Linked DNA regions of Columba livia: region 1 is linked to region 2. A link is a contact called in public Hi-C data. All regions are on one chromosome and are shown on one strand. The core of a region is the stretch at or near the end of the contact, and the rest is flanking DNA. Distances in the headings are between cores, read along the strand shown.

What was found. Hi-C and Micro-C count contacts between places; a contact is called where the count stands out from the background.
Region 1: a Hi-C map of liver shows a contact between it and region 2, with 3 times the contacts expected there. The contact joins the enhancer-like site here to the promoter of LOC102090370 in region 2. A contact is called at or near these places in 2 of 2 Hi-C or Micro-C datasets (crop and liver).

Annotation. Positions count from the first base shown.
Region 1 is chr7:12,443,146-12,445,874 of bColLiv1.pat.W.v2, reverse strand. It overlaps LOC102090370, which reads right to left. Exons shown (of 7, transcript XM_065070590.1): 7 at 2,055-2,729. Among named protein-coding and RNA genes, the nearest start is that of TSN, 17 kb to the left of the region's middle. Within about 2 kb of position 1,269, at least 1 of the 3 cell types and tissues checked has an H3K27ac peak away from gene starts, as active enhancers do.
Region 2 is chr7:12,395,614-12,398,313 of bColLiv1.pat.W.v2, reverse strand. It overlaps LOC102090370, which reads right to left and starts at 1,349. Exons shown (of 7, transcript XM_065070590.1): 1 at 1,210-1,349.

The sequences.
Region 1 (2,729 bases), core at 20-2,519, 48 kb before region 2:
ACAGCGTGAGCTCTTGCAGGGCCACAGAAATTGTTCCGTGCTCGTGTTCCCTTTCAACACCTGTAATTTAAAGGCAGGTGAGCAGCTGAGTACACACCGGATACTTACAAGATAAAGAACATTGGAAACACCATCTCTGTCTAGTTTGACAGGTTCAACAATCAGGCTGCCCCACATCAAAGGGCTTGTCCTGTTCCCTGGCTGCAGGTTTTTTAGGACAGGGCTACAGCACTAAGTACGTGTCCTGCTTGTAATTCAACACCCAGTAATTATTTATGGACCTTCTTTCAGAGAGGGTTTGCCTGGTTCAGAGGAAATAGGCCAGGATTACTAGGAGCCTGGCAGGCAGGTGTTTCCTGTGATACCTAGAAAACCCTTGAACCTGACAAATCAAACAATTAGCTAAATGCAAGATTGATGCTGAATATCAGACCTTTTACTTATACTTATTGTTCTCTCTTTTTGAACAGGCAGGGTGACTGAAGGTATCTTGATTTAAAGATATGACTGTACAAACAGTCCACGGCTGGTTCTGAGCATGAATTGGTGTGGAGAAAATCACTGTGCTGGGGCAGTCGTTGAAAACTTTCCATAAAGCTGCAGCTTTCTGTGTCTGTGAAAGCCACTCAGTGTTTGCATACATATAGCTATTAGGCTTACTGTTCTTATGCCTTCCCTTATCTAAACTGCCACTAGAGGTAATGAAGAGAAGGTACCTGTGCCATTTTGATCTTGGGAGAGAAAACAAAGGTGCTACACACTGTTGCTTTTTGCATGCTCAGTGAACGGGGCTTGAAGGCTGTTAGATGCAGATCTGTCATGACAGCATGAGAGAAATCTCCCTCGAGCAGCTGCTCTGCTTAGGCATCTGTTTGAAAAACAAACAACAAAGTATAAAAGTAATGCCTCGTGCTCTTCACTGGCTCTTCAGTGTGTGCTTTGGGGGAACAAACGATTTATTGTCTAAAGACTAGAAATATACGGAGGGAATTCCAACTTGAGGGAGTCGGGCTGCTGCCCCAGTAAGTGCTCTGCCAGCTATCGCTCCCTACAGTGCTCAGCTGTGTGCTGCCACCCTCGTGTCTTGGGAACGTGTTTGTAAAGCCTCCCATGATGCAGTAACTCCCATTTCCTCAAGGGCAATTACGCTGGAGAGTATAGATGAAGAGAAAATACAGCCAGTACACACGTGTTTCACTGCCAGTGTCTGCCTCAGAGCCCAGAGCAGTGGCACAGCCATGGCAGCAGTGGCAGGAGGACAAGCACTGGGCACGGCCTGGAAGGCTGTTTAAGTCTTGGTTCAGTTGGGATCTACAAGACAAGGACTACCCGTCCTCTCCTAGCCTCTGTCCGCCCTCGTCTGTGTGCTCACTGATGCTGGTTCATCTCTGGAGAAATACACAAATACACTTCCTTATGAGAATCCTGTAAATTAAATGCCTGCAACAGAAATATTTTGTTGGTAGAGAATAATGCTGATTTGCTTTGTCTTTACCCTGAGGGTTGAAAGAATATTTACAGGCTGTCCTCTGAGATCCACCGACCAAAATTCAGTCTCCTTTAATTTAGCCTCCAGGGCTGTAATCTGGCCTTCGCTGTGTAGGTCACAGTGTGACATTTTGCTGATCCTGTCATCGCAAGGTCACAGTCGGTGGTAACGTCAGGCTGAAAAGGTTAAACCCTGTTTGCCTTTTTACCATTGTTCAGCTTTGAATCATTTCCCTGCTGAGGAACTGGGAGGCTGGACCTTAGGAGGCAGCACTTTGTGGCCTCAGTTTTGGCTCTCGGGTCTGGCACACCAGGGCCTGACGTGCCCAGGCAGGGCTGCAGCCAGAGCACAACATTTTGTGCCAGTCTGTGGTGGTCTAGTCAGAATTAGGGCAGCAGGCCTGAACCGTTCTCCCGGTCTTGCTAGGAGTAGCCACTGAGTTCTGTTTAGGGGATTCAAAGAACAGATGTAGGCACACTGTTCACCCGAACGCCACCCACACTAAATGAAGTATCTACTCCAGGAAACAAAAATTTAAAAAAATACCCACCCAAAGTCATTGAAATATAATTATTAAAACCTTTTATGTTACTCTACAGTACAATGTAAATTGTTCCTTTCAATTAAATTTTGAAATACACTAGATTACATCATTTAAATAACTGCAAACTTTTAAATTCACTATTTGTGATAGTGGAGTTATATTTACATACACTTCTGAGATATTTCAGATGCAGCGTTATGTTCCAGTCCCCAAGTCAGTTAAATAACAGACTTTCAGTGGGGGTAGACTGTTCTTCCACAGGTTCTACACATATTTGGGGTGTTTGTGTCAGAAAGCTAGAACTCCTTTTATTCTTGTCTGCTTTTTTTTCTTTTTTCTCTGTGTGCATGCAGCTGTATCTCAGCGAATTGATACCTACTTGATTTGGATTAAAGATGAAAGATCTTTCTTTTTAAACAAGTATTTTGACTGAATATACAGAGGTGAATAATGAAATATAGTCCTTCGGAGTAGTGGTGGAAAACATATTTTCTCCAGCTTCCATCCCCTGTTGCATAATACTGCACCTAATTTTGACCCTGACTTTACCTAATGCTGATGAAATACAGTCAATGGTGGAAACCTTTCTCATGTTGTCAAGACTGGCTTTCAACACAATCCATGCAATGGCAAGCATCATACATCATTCTCCCGCAGTGCAATATTAACAGGTTAAGCTCAGTATTTTCCTCCAGA
Region 2 (2,700 bases), core at 100-2,599:
CAACCTGCAGCAGGGCTCCTGGTCTTAACTGATGTCTGTGAAGCATTTTGAAAGCCATGAATGAAAGAAACCGCTACCAAGCCCTCAGGCATAACTATAATACCAACAAATACTGCAGAGCTGTTTTTAAGGCTTTTCAGTGCCACAAGACTAGGAAATGAGGGAAGGCAAAAGCATAGATGCACCCAGCACCACTTTGCTGCAGTGTAAATGAAAATGGTAGGAGCAGGTTTTATGGATTTCCCTCCAGGGAATTCTGTTGTAGCTACTATTTTCAATAATGCAGTAAAACTTGTACCTCTGTGAATTCAAACAGATGCTCTTACTAATAGCTCCAGTACCGAACCTATTATGAATTTGGCAAAAGGCATCCCGGAGTTGAAAACCGTTATGAACCACATGGAAATGAATTAAGAAATTACTCACTTGCGCCCTGCAGATTTAAAGAGCTCGGTGCTGCTCAGCCACCCCTTGCAACAATTAAACTCGGGCTAATACCGCACAGGCACAGCATAGTCCACCCTGCATAGGGCAAAAGTCCCACGGCATCTACAATAAAACGCTCTAACATGCCAATTTACGAAGTTACCTCTGCGGCTGCTGTTTTAGGGCACGGCGAGAAAAAGCCGGGAGCACCAGCCCGGGCGAACAATCGGCGCCGGGCAGCGCGGCTCAGCCCGCTCCGCTGCGCCAGCAGGAGCCATCGCCCAGCGCTGCCGTGAGGGCTGGCAGAGGCGGATGGGGGCTGCGGGTCCCCCGGCAACAAGCAGGTGTCCGCCGGGAGAGGTGTGGAAGGCTGTGGGAAGCGCGTCCCCCCGCTCCCGCAGCGCTCCCCGGGCTGGGCGCGGAGCTGGCGGTTGTACCGCGCCGGGGCAGGCTGAAGCACTTGGGGAACGAGACCCAGCGAGCAAATAAAATACCGAAAAGGCTGCTCCCGGTTCCGCGCCGTGTGCCGCCCCCGGAGAGGGGCAGGAGGCAGGCAGAGGCGGGTCGGCCACCGCCAGCCCCGCAGCCCTGCCCGGCGCGCAGCCATTTGCCTTTGTTGCAGCCCCGCGCCCGCAAGGTGCGGCGCCAGGCCGGGCTGAGGCCGGAGCCCGCGCCCCGGGTCGCTGCCCCCTGAGGAGAACGGCCCCCGCAGCGCGGCGCAGGGGAGATGTCCTGCGGGAGCGGCTCCCGAGAGGGACCTGCCCGCCCGCCGCCCGCACCTACCTGCGGAGCCCGCTCGGGACGCCTCGCCTCCCGCCTTTGTTGTGCGTGCCCCGGCAGCGCCGAGCCGCCGGCCCGCCGCCGCCCGTCCGCCCCTCCGCGCCCGCCGAGCTGGAGCCAGGCCCCGGCTTAGCCCGTCGCCACGGCAACGGCGGGCGCGCGGCGGCGCGTGCGGCGCGGGTGGGATAACGGCCGCAGCGCAACGGCCGCGCGCTCGGGGCGGTGGTGATGGGGGGGCCGTGTTGAGGGGGAGGCGGTGGGGGGGCGGTAACGGGAGAGAGCGGGGTGGATGGAGGTGGCCCCTGAGCCGCGGTGGTTTGGGCACTTGGCTTTCGGGAGCGCTTGTGCTGCTGGAAGGGGAGAGGGTGACAGCCCCGGCAGCCACTCGTCCGACCCGCCGGCTCCGCGGCGGCTCCCGCGGGCATGTCCAGCCGCTCCCCGACCCGCCGCCGCCCGCACCCGCCCCGCTGCCCAGCCCCGCACCCCTTCTTCCCCGGCGTGCCCCGCAGCTGCCGAGCTGGCCTTGGGTTAGCTCTCGGCTCCTTTGTGGAGCTTGGGACCTCTCATCTTCCACATCCGGTAGCTTTTCTTTACATTGACCACCAAGTCCCTAATATCTGATCACAGCTTGCACGTTCTTTTGTCCTAAAGCAAACGTGGCTCTGGTGGCTTGTTGTACGACCCTACCAGCCTTCACAGACCTTTATGCACGATGGACAGCAGTGCTGCGACCACTGGAGCTGCATAGAGAATAATAATAATAATAATAATAATAATAATAATAATAATAATAATAATAGTAATAATGCTTCAATTCTCCCCTGTTCCTGCGGATAGAAAGGAGCTGTATCTTTCATTTGCACCTATTTTCTTTTAACTCTCTGTTCATTATAGGGGTAGCAGTGCCAGCTTGACCATTTCTTCCTTTCAGACAGCAAGGACTTAGCGAGGTTAATGGTTACTTTGATTGTTTTTAGGGTTAAGTGTCGCAGTTCACTGGCTCTAGCATGTCATGCTAGATGGAGCTGGGTCTTATTGTCCATCTGTATGTGCATATGTTCATCTTGTTCCAAACAGGCAGCTTCTGGATTGGTGAGACATGTAAAGTGAAGTTTCCCTGATCAGAGTTGCTTGCTTTCAAGGGTTTTATTAAGTGACCAAGCATAGGAAAAGACATTGTTTCTGTTTGAGAATGTAATTAAAGAGAGAAGAACTAAATTCTGCAGAGAAAGGCTGAATTTGGAGAGAAAGAAATAGCATGGCAACCCTGGGTTCTTCCTATGTGTTCCCTATCTGATTATACAAATGCTTTTTCTTTCTGGGGCCCCTCAAACTGCCATTTCACCTTAGCAGAAAGGGATTCCAGTGGCACTGGGCTCACACAGCATCCTCCACTGCAGGCTCTTAAACCAAATTACAAATGCAACATACGAAAGCTCCTCAGTAAGCCTCAGTCTGAGAGAGGAAAAGACACAGGTAGAGGCAGAATGTGCT